2 separate regions of the Drosophila melanogaster genome follow, and region 1 is linked to region 2. A link is a contact called in public Hi-C data. All regions are on one chromosome and are shown on one strand. The core of a region is the stretch at or near the end of the contact, and the rest is flanking DNA. Distances in the headings are between cores, read along the strand shown.

What was found. A called contact is a pair of places that touch in the nucleus more often than the background predicts.
Region 1: a Hi-C map of the Kc167 cell line shows a contact between it and region 2, with 2.5 times the contacts expected there. The contact joins the promoter of Hrb98DE here to the promoter of wdb in region 2. A contact is called at or near these places in 2 of 107 Hi-C or Micro-C datasets (the Kc167 cell line and ovary).

What each region holds. Positions count from the first base shown.
Region 1 is chr3R:28,598,552-28,604,136 of dm6, forward strand. Hrb98DE (Heterogeneous nuclear ribonucleoprotein at 98DE) reads left to right here and starts at 1,856. Exons shown (of 6, transcript NM_170374.2): 1 at 1,856-2,017; 2 at 2,167-2,644; 3 at 4,221-4,396; 4 at 4,461-4,767; 5 at 5,057-5,147. The coding sequence starts at 1,967. The coding sequence ends at 5,130. It overlaps Noa36, which reads right to left and starts at 737. Exons shown (of 2, transcript NM_143365.3): 1 at 179-737; 2 at 1-86. The coding sequence starts at 670. It overlaps snoRNA:Psi28S-3405a (a small nucleolar RNA gene), which reads left to right and starts at 2,978; the gene lies at 2,978-3,117. snoRNA:Psi28S-3305a (a small nucleolar RNA gene) reads left to right here and starts at 3,147; the gene lies at 3,147-3,296. It also overlaps snoRNA:Psi28S-3405b, snoRNA:Psi28S-3405c, snoRNA:Psi28S-3305b, snoRNA:Psi28S-3405d and snoRNA:Psi28S-3305c.
Region 2 is chr3R:27,578,891-27,584,413 of dm6, forward strand. wdb (widerborst) reads right to left here and starts at 3,351. Exons shown (of 9, transcript NM_170340.2): 1 at 2,699-3,351. pins (partner of inscuteable) reads left to right here and starts at 3,950. Exons shown (of 2, transcript NM_080260.4): 1 at 3,950-5,484. The coding sequence starts at 4,198.

The DNA.
Region 1 (5,585 bases), core at 606-3,105, 1.0 Mb after region 2:
TCGCAGTAACAGGTCTTGCAGCGCAGGCAGGAGTATTGACCCAGCTTGTTGCACGATTGACACTTGTAGTTCTCCGACTCCAGCACCTGGAACCGAATGGATTGCATTACCAAAAGGCGTCATATGAATCTCAAAATGAAGTTCGGAACAAGCTTAATGAGTATTTTTGGTTACCCACCTGACAGCTGGCCTGGTGCTCGAACTGATCGTCCTCGCACAGGAATCCGTTGCAGAAGGAGCACTTGAAGATGCGCCCACCGTGCTCCCAGACACCGCGTTCGCACTCCAGGCAGGTCGCATTCTGCAGCGGACACGTGCAGGCGTGGTTTTGGAGACACTTGCGTCCGTGGCAAACCCAAGCCTCGCAGAAGTCGCAGATGGCGCCCACCATTCCGAGGCCCGTGGTGTAGACGCCCGGATGTTTGACCACGCAGTCGCCGGTCTTTAGCATGCACTTGATTTTCCCGCACTGGGCGCAAATGGGTAATCTCTGAATGCTCTGGCAGAAATAGCAGAAGGCTCTCGACTTCTGCTTCTTCTCGCACTTGTCGCACTCCATTGGTGCATTGCAGGGCAAATCCGCAAGAGGCACCTCTCTGCTGCGGATCTCCTTGAGGCGAAGCTTCTGCTTCTCGGCCTTCTTACGCTGCCCAGTCTTCTTTTTCGGCATTTTTGAAATCAAGGAATTAGAAAACTTATTTCCTTACGTGTGCGGCAGTGTGGCTGCTGCGGGTGCGCCGAAAAATACCACAAAAAGCTTTCGAATATTCCGCTAAATATGTAGCTACATCTTGAAAATAGCTACAAAAAATGCGTTAAATTAGCATCGTGGAGTTAGCGGCGACGGCGGAGCCGAGTAATTTAACACATCATTTTTCTGGCCAGCGTGCATTTTGGAATATGCTCTGCGAGTGGAGATATTCCTTGAAAAGTAGCTAGCCGATTTTTTTATTGCATATTTTATATACTTTCTGAGTCCTATAAACTTTAGTCGTACATAGATAGTTAGATCTCTTAAATAGTTCGATTTATTAAGATTTTTGCATTTGTATTTTTTTTGGAATTTACCTATAAATAGCGAAAAATTAAATAAATAAATAAGATTCTCATTTTCCATATTTCACCGTTCTGCCATAGACGCTAATTTGACCCACATAGATTTTCAGTGGAAACAAGTGGAAGCAACAACCGATTAGTGTAACCAAATACCTTTGCTTTTATTTAGGTCTAGTATTTTTGTAAGGTCTGTCTACGGCTTTCCTTTCCACAGGAAAATATATTTTCAGTTTTAGGGAAGGGGTGCTACAGTGAGCGTCTTTCGTTCCCAGTGTCGTTATTTCTATAGTATTGCTGAGATATATATCAGAGCAGTAAAGATATTTAAATATAAGTTCTTCGAAATGGGTGGTCACGACAACTGGAACAATGGTCAAAATGAGGAGCAAGATGTAAGTAGCACACAAAACCGCGACTGCACAGGGAAAAAACTCAGTTCGGCCATAATCCCAATATATATATATTTTGGTGATCAACGCGCTTTTACCCATGCGGCAACTAAAGTTGATGTGCTAAAGCATTTCGTTGCGGTTTTGTTACTTAAGACTAAGACTAACAGTAGTTGTATCTTAATAGTGCTAGGGAGTACGATGCTGTCGGTATTGGTTTCTCTTTTAGCTTTTTAGTGCAAAAGGCGTGATCAAGAATACACATGTTACACACATTTTTTAAGGCATGGTGAAAAGAAACAGGGCAGATATTGTAAAAGTATTGTATTGACAAGGGTGTCTGTCAACTTATCGTTATCGTTCTAGGTAGTATCGAATAGGTGCTGGGTTTAATCGGGTTGTAGAAACGGTCACACTGTATTCAGTTTTTTCATTCGTCTCGTGTGTCAGGGGACTTTCTCCATTTGCAATAGCAAAAAAAATAGTTAGATTAGAAGTTGTTCAACTTTTGCATTAGTAAAATGGTGAACTCGAACCAGAACCAGAACGGCAACTCCAATGGCCATGATGATGTAAGTAGTGGATATTAAGGGTCTAGAAATTTCCTGTAAGCTGGTGTCTCGCCTTGCCGGTCGCCATTTTGAAAATTACGCATGTGTCTCAAGGGCGGAAAGTGAGGTTATGGCCATTGATAAAATCAATAATTTAGGACTTTCCTCAGGACTCCATCACCGAGCCGGAGCATATGCGCAAGCTGTTCATCGGTGGCTTGGACTACCGTACCACCGACGAGAACCTAAAGGCTCACTTCGAGAAATGGGGCAACATCGTGGACGTGGTGGTCATGAAGGATCCGCGCACAAAGCGTTCCCGCGGATTCGGATTCATCACCTATTCCCACTCGAGCATGATTGATGAGGCCCAAAAGTCGCGTCCCCACAAGATCGACGGTCGAGTGGTGGAGCCCAAGCGCGCCGTTCCCCGTCAGGACATTGATTCCCCGAATGCCGGAGCCACCGTAAAGAAACTCTTTGTTGGCGCCCTCAAGGACGACCATGATGAGCAGAGCATCCGCGACTACTTCCAGCACTTTGGCAACATCGTCGACATCAACATAGTCATTGACAAGGAGACTGGCAAGAAACGCGGATTCGCCTTCGTCGAGTTCGACGACTACGATCCCGTGGACAAAGTTGTGTGTAAGTACAACGCTTTTCCTAATCTAGACAATATCAAATATCCTTTAAGAATGATTTATCTCTTCGAGAGTAGACTGTTAGGAAAATCACATTGCCATGTTCTTAGATTTATACAATACAGATTGAATTATCTGCACAGGAAACGAATATTAACCCCATTTGTGTACGCGGCGTTCGTGTAGAAAAAAAGTATGACATGCAACCACCCCTAATCTATATGCTCAATCAGCTCTGGCACATTGTAGGGCTTCTCGTAAATGTCCATCAGCGTCGGATAAACGAATGCGCACTATAAGCAAGAAATTTCGATAAAATTGCAATTATTACAATATATCCACAGTCCCAGCTCCGCATAGCAATGTTCGATGTGCTTGTGCGGCGTTTGTGACTGTAAGAATAAATTCCAGCCAGTATTATATCATTGTTGTTGGTGCTCTTCGTGCATCAACGATGAAAGAGTATATGGCACACTATAGCTTGAATCTAAAACTGTTTCCTAATATCACAGTACTGACAAATTAACTGGTTTGAAACCATCACCAGGGTAGTTTTTTTTTAAACGCTGTGAGATGAATTAAAGCGTCGGCTAAGCTATGTTATGCGAATGTAAGCATTGCGCCTATTCAGTGTAACACGCAGCCTCGTTACAATAGTTCAATTAATTGCTATTATGGAAATCGATACACAGTCCCAGCTCCGCATAGCAATGTTCGATGTGCTCATGCGGCGTTTGTGACTGTAAGATAAAAGACCCAGCCCATATTATATCGTGTTGTTGGCGCTGTTCGTGCATCAACGATGAAAGAGTATAAGGCACAATATCACATTGAATTACCAACTATATGAAAAGAATGAGTATCTAAATGCCTTCGCTTACTTGAATATACTGACAAATCCACAGAATGGTGAATGTTATTTAGCGTGAATATATCTCCTAAAATTAGCTACGATTCCACAGTCCCAGCTCCGCACAGCAATGTTCGATGTGCTCGTGCGGCGTTTGTGACTGTTAGAATAAATTCCAGCCAGTATTATATCATTGTTGTTGGTGCTCTTCGTGCATCAACGATGAAAGAGTATAAGGCACACCTTGATTATCGAACCGATTAAACAGAAAGTTTCTAGATCAGCCCCTTCGTGGACGTCACAGTACTGACAAATTGACGGGCTTGAAAAAGTCGCCTGTATGGTTTTTATTTAAACGCTGTGAGATTAATTTAAGCGTCGGCTAAGCTATGTGATGCGAATGTATATTATAAATCAATTCTGTGTAACACGCAGCCTCGTTACAACTGCAAATCAAATGCACCGAAATGGTGAATGTGTACTATCCGATATCGATCCTAATTTTAGCTAAAATTCCACAGTCCCAGCTCCGCATAGCAATGTTCGATGTGCTCGTGCGGCGTTTGTGACTGTAAGATGAAATCCCAGCCAGTATTATATTGTTGTTGTTGGTGGTGTTTGTGCACCAATGATGAAAGAGTATATGGCACACTATCCTCCGGATGCACCACATAGGGAAGTTCATTTTCGAATACCACTAATAGCATGCTTTCCCTCTTTATTTTTGCAGTGCAAAAGCAGCATCAGCTGAATGGCAAAATGGTGGACGTAAAGAAGGCCTTGCCCAAGCAGAATGACCAACAGGGAGGTGGCGGAGGACGCGGTGGTCCGGGTGGTCGTGCCGGTGGAAACCGCGGAAACATGGGCGGTGGAAACTACGGCAACCAGAATGGTGGCGGCAACTGGGTAAGAACTTATTGATCGCCATCAATTCGATTTGAGGCTTATTACTGGTTAATTGGCATTGCAGAACAACGGTGGCAACAACTGGGGCAACAACCGCGGGGGTAACGACAACTGGGGCAACAACAGCTTCGGTGGTGGCGGCGGCGGCGGTGGTGGTTATGGCGGTGGCAACAACAGCTGGGGCAATAACAATCCGTGGGACAATGGCAATGGAGGCGGCAACTTTGGAGGCGGCGGCAACAATTGGAACAATGGTGGCAATGATTTTGGAGGCTACCAGCAGAACTATGGCGGCGGTCCGCAGCGAGGTGGCGGCAACTTCAACAACAATCGCATGCAGCCCTACCAAGGAGGTGGTGGATTCAAAGCAGGTGAGCAACAGCACGTCTGTTGATGCATTACTGATAACAACTAGATAGCAAGACACAGTACCCTGACACCTAACTGTTAGAGCGTCGATAGAGTTTGGCAGTTAGCTTATTAAACGCTGTGAGATCAACTGACGATGGCCTTCGCTATGTTATGCGTATGTAAGATAATCCCAGTACGACGTAACACGCAGCCACGTTACAGTTTTTTCATGAACAGTCACCACCAGTATAGAAACTAGACTAGAAAGACGATTGGATATGTTCCTAACGATCCTGGGTTTTCTTTTAGGCGGTGGCAATCAAGGCAACTATGGCGGAAACAATCAGGGCTTCAATAACGGTGGCAACAACCGCAGATATTGAGAGAGATTCCGGACGAGGTGAGACATCCAAATAACCACTACTAACACAAAAATATACATAGTCCAAGGCGAATTCAGGCCATAACTAACCGCTTATCTATCCCGTATGACCATTAATCTTTCGCTTGATTTGACAAACATATGTTGTGTGTTTTTTTTTTTTTATAATAGCGCCCTTATCGGCATTTTTGGTAGTTTATAAAGCATATTGAGACTAAAAAGCAAAACGGCTGAGACAGTCCGACCCACCTTACTCAACAAACTTATATACGTATTTACACTTTTAAGTATTTAGAGAACAAAAACCCATCAACCAATTAAGAACTCCTTTTCATACCAATTGTTTTAAATAACGTTTCTCATTTATCGACATTTTATAGGTGATAAAGTAAAAGTCGCTCAGTATAATCCCAAAATTCAAAGTCAAGTAAACGATACGCAATTCAATGATCAATA
Region 2 (5,523 bases), core at 2,101-4,600:
TGGAAAAATTTCAGAATTGGGAAGAAACTTTGCTCTTATAGATTAAGCGGGTCATTAAATCTTATAGTTTATAGTTCGTCGGTTGTTGCCAATTTGAATTCAAACAACGAAATTGGCAGCGAAACGCCCTGGCCACAACAACATAAATAACAATAGGGATGCTAAAAAAAAATGTTGTTATATCTACAGCAAGTCAGTTTGCAACCTGGTATTGATTTATAGGGTTTTCCCCTCTCAACTTTTAATTACTTTTGCGCACTGTTATTTGAAGAGGAGTTGCTTCTAGACTGCATCCTGCAAGCGCTAGAAATCCGTGACGTCAAAGCCAAGTTAACGGGCAAATAGACAGTGGGCCAGTTGACACAAACCCGCTTGGATGAACAATAAAAAGCGATTGTCAGCTAGAAACTGGAAATCAAATCGCTGAAAATTTAAGTGATCTTTTTTTCATCGCCACTTAATTGCACCCTAGTCACGTTCGGTTTGGGAACTTTACGCTGGGCGTGCTTGGGTTGCCTTGTGGATTACATGGATTATGGATTATAATTAAAGTGATCAGTGCGGCGATATATAATGGCTTAATTTCAGGGCAAATCGAGGGCCTTGTCACCGCGATGACAGCTACAGCTACATATATCTATATAGAGCTAAAGTTGTTCTGCCCCTTCGAATTGATTTACCATTTTGACACATTTATGATAATTTCGAGTAGGCTCGACGAATTTCGTGTGTCCCCACACGTATATATCAATTGGAACTTGTTAATTTGCCGAGCAGGTTCTGCCCCCCCCCCCCCCACTGACCCACCCCCTCAAGCAATCACTCAATCAATTAGAACCAGTTATTTGCCTGACTTTCAATCGGTGGTTATGGCTTAACCCCTTGGCCACATTTATTTAATTCGTTAAGACATTTCATATTGAGGTGACGTTGGCAATTGGCATTATGTTTGATTTAACACATTTAACAATTTGATGTGCTATAGTATATATAAATTGATATTTAAGTTTACGTGTTTCGTGGATAATAATAACTATTAATTAAATAAGAAAGGGGTAATGATATTCTATTGTATTGATGGACTTCCTTCCTTCAAACCCCTGTTTTTCTGAGCATTTTGAATTTGAATTTCTAGTAGTTTCATTTATGGCACATTAGTTATCCAAGGGTTAGGCATGGAACGGAAATGGAGCGAGCTTTTAGCCCAAAATGGCATCGATTTGAATCAAATTCGCTGTGGGCCAACTTCCGTTGGTCTTGGCATACCTTTCTCGATTTCAGAGTTTGTAATTCTCGTCTGCTCGATATCTCAGTTTTTTCAGTTTCAGTTTTGGTTTTCGGTTTCGGCTCTCGCGTTTGCCTACGTCACGGAGATGCTTTTTCTCGTTTTATCTTTGCTTTTGGCTGGCGGTTTAGCGCTGCTTGCTGGTTTTCACTGTGGATGTGTGTATAGCAGTTGGCATAATTGAATTAGAACTGTAGTTCACGAGAGAATTTTGCACAACGCATCGCGCGGGTGGAGGGGGTTGTTCGAATGGGAGGGGGGGGGGGGGCTGTGTTGTCCAAGTGGGGTCAACACATGTAAATGCGGTGTCAAAGCAAAATACACAAAGATCTTTAATGGCGAACGTGTGTGAGTGAGTGGGGCGCACTTTGGGGAATGGGAGAAGCGTAAGAATGTGAATGGGTAGAGAGAGAGGATGGGAAGATGAGTAAAAGGTGAGAGAGCGCAGCTGTTTTGATGGGGCTCTTTTCGCTGTTGCCTTTGCTCTATCTTTTGCTTCACTTCGGTTTGTTGATTCCTTTCATCTATTTTGCCTTTTTCCTCATTTAGGTAAGAGGAGTAAGATTAGGTAACTTGTGTCTATATGAACATAATTCTTAACACATTTTACTGCTTGACACACACACTTATCATAAATATGTATGTTTCAAACACACACACAGGCACACACACTCGGTGCGAGAGAGACACACACACGCACGCGGCACAAAATCGATATTCTAAAAATAATATAAGTAAAAAATATATATGCTCATACGAATTCTAACCGATTGCGTGCGTGTATTTGTGTGTGCGTGTGTGTGTGCGGGCTGGCTGGATTGCGAGCGTAATTACATATTTATTTATTTATTAAAACTTTTGAAACACCGAATTGCGTCTGGGGATTTAGCCGCTTACTGCGCACTTGAAAAATTTGCATTCGCCTTGGAAATTTGGCTTTAATTTTGCACTCGGCTTTGTTTAGTTGCCTTTTATTTCTCCTTCTTTATTCGGGCTTGGAATTTTCGCTGCAGAATTTATTAAAAACCGACTGCGTATGTGTGTATATAAAAGATTTCTATATCTTTTGCAACCGACGACGAAGGCGGCATACGGCAACTGTGGCGATATTTTTTTCCTTCGTCCGACTCTCGCGCTCTCTTTTCGTTTTCGGCTTGCTCTCTCTGGCACATGGGTATATACTATACGCGAGAGGGAGCAGGCACACACAAACGAAAAGCCTGCCTCCAATTGATTAGTATTAGTACTTCGAATAGTATTACTATTGTTATTGTTTTCATCTAGCTGACTTTCAATTGTTTGGTGCTGATATTTAGCTAGATTCCCCAGGTGCGATTACTCATTTGGCTTTTGTTTCGAGACCACTGTGCCAGATTTCTGGGTGAGAGCGTGGTGAGTTTCGTTTCAACTCACCACAGAAACTGTTGTTGCGCGTCGCGCTCTCTATTTAGGCGGCTCTCTCCCACACACGGTCACACTACAGTCCCAAAAATGAATGAAAATACCACAAAATACCATCCAACGCACGGGCACACCGGCGAACTGAAAGACGCCGCTGCTTTCAAGTTTTTCTCCCGTTTTTATTTCCTATCGAGGGCGATAACCAAACAAGGCTATCGTTATCGACCTCTCGCTCGCTCTGTATCCCTCCTTCCCTGTCGCACTCGCTCTCCTTTTGTGTGGCTAATTTTTTCCTTTTAGTCCTTTTTTCGGTTGCCTTCGTGCAGAAATTCCCTGCTTTATGTAATTTAGAACACAATGTTTGCGTTGCACTGTTGGCCGACTGCAGCTGAAAACCGCACAAAAAAAGCGACGCACACACACACCTTCGAGCATCCGGACTTCCAATTTGCACTGCTTTTCTAACAGTCTATCGCGCACGCACTGCCACAATTTCACCCGCTTATCGCGCCGCAATATGGGACGTTCGCTTTTCAATCGATTTTGGTAACCGGCAGGTGCGCTTTATGCGAGAATTACGAATTTTCTCCAGCGGCAACTAGAATCGTTCACACAGACACCGTAGAAGTGACGCCATCTTTGAAGCGATTAGTGTTGCAAAGCGCGTCTGCAAAAGTGCTGGCTACCAACTACGGTTGATAGGGATGAGGGCTATGGCTTGTTGACCGAAAATGATAAATGTTAACTATGCCAATATATTTTAGATTTTACTAATACGTTACAAAAATAAGAAAAGACTATGATAAAATTGTGTTTTAGCTTGGCTCATAAGTATTGATCCTTTATAAGCTATGGTCTTGCAGTGGCTAACATTTCTCAAATTAGGGCAACCATCTGATAAGATTTCTAATTCGAATTCTAATAAATGAATTTAAACTGCTTTTTCTTAAAGTTAAAAAAAAATTAGTTTTAAATCAAACGGCATGCATACATTAACCATCAAACAATGTAATTATATATATAATATTACCAATTGGGCTACTAAATATTGCTGATATGTAAGCTATGGTCATGAGGTAAAGGCATATTATTTATATAATTTTCATAGTATCTTTGTTGTAGGGGAAAAATAACAAGTAATTTAAAATTGTTCAATTGACTTAAAACAAAATATAACAGATATTATTTTTAAATCCAACGACATACCATATAAAGTTGGTATTTCTTTCTAATCTGCTTGGTATTCTCATCGACCCCAATCGGTCACACTGGTCGTGAATCAGAAACGCACTAATTAGTCAAAAAAACGGTACAAAAGATCGCTTAATTGCTGAAATTTCACCTGTCGCAGTTAAGTTTACCCACCAGCAGTTCAAAACCAGCCAGAGGCTAGCTAAAAACCCCAAAGATCGACCCCAAAACATCGCCGCAAAGTGGACAACTCCCAGTTTTCAGAGCACCTGCCCCTCAAAAAGGAGCATCGCGACAAAAAGGCGAGACTTCGCAGCAGAATGTCCTCGCTCTCTGCGTCCGCGGAGAATGTGTCCAGTTTGGGACTGGGATCGGGCGGAGGAGGAACTACTTCCCACGACGGCAACTCCCAGCAGGGTTCCGGATCCGACGGAGGATCCAGTATGTGCCTGGAACTGGCCCTCGAGGGTGAACGCCTCTGCAAGGCGGGTGACTGCCGGGCGGGCGTGGCCTTCTTCCAGGCGGCCATTCAGGCCGGAACCGAGGATCTTCGCACTCTGTCCGCCATCTACTCCCAGCTGGGCAACGCCTACTTCTACCTAGGCGACTACAACAAGGCGATGCAGTACCACAAACACGATCTTACGCTGGCCAAGAGCATGAACGACCGACTGGGCGAGGCCAAGTCCTCTGGCAATCTGGGCAACACCCTCAAGGTAATGGGTCGCTTCGACGAGGCGGCCATCTGTTGCGAGAGGCACCTAACGCTGGCCAGGCAGCTGGGAGATCGTCTGTCCGAGGGACGCGCTCTTTACAACCTAGGAAATGTCTACCACGCCAAGGGCAAGCACTTGGGTCAGAGAAACCCTGGAAAGTTCGGCGACGATGTCAAGGAGGCGCTCACCCGTGCCGTGGAGTTTTACCAGGAGAATCTGAAGCTCATGCGGGATCTGGGTGATCGTGGTGCTCAAGGTCGAGCTTGTGGTAATCTGGGAAATACCTACTACCTACTAGGCGATTTCCAAGCGGCCATTGAGCATCATCAGGAGCGACTGCGCATTGCCAGAGAGTTTGGTGATCGCGCGGCTGAGCGAAGGGCCAACAGTAATCTTGGCAACTCGCACATATTCCTGGGACAATTCGAGGACGCCGCCGAACACTACAAACGCACCTTGGCTTTGGCCGTTGAGTTGGGTGAACGCGAAGTGGAGGCCCAGAGTTGCTACAGCTTGGGCAACACCTACACGTTGCTGCACGAGTTCAACACTGCCATCGAGTATCACAATCGACACTTGGCCATTGCCCAGGAGTTGGGCGATCGAATTGGTGAGGCCAGGGCCTGCTGGTCACTGGGCAATGCCCACTCTGCCATCGGTGGTCATGAGCGGGCCCTAAAGTATGCGGAACAGCATCTTCAACTGGCCAAGGAGCTGCACGACCCGGTGGGTGAAAGCACAGCCAGGGTGAACATCTCCGATCTACGAAAGCTACTCGGAATGCCCGACTCCGAGCCTTCACCCACCGAGGAGGAGGCTCGATCCACCGCCTCCGATCACTCGGCCAGCGGAAATCAGTCGGATGGATCGGAGAACTCGCAAGGAAGAATGGTAAGAGAAACGAGCTGCAACAACATAAAGCAATATGAA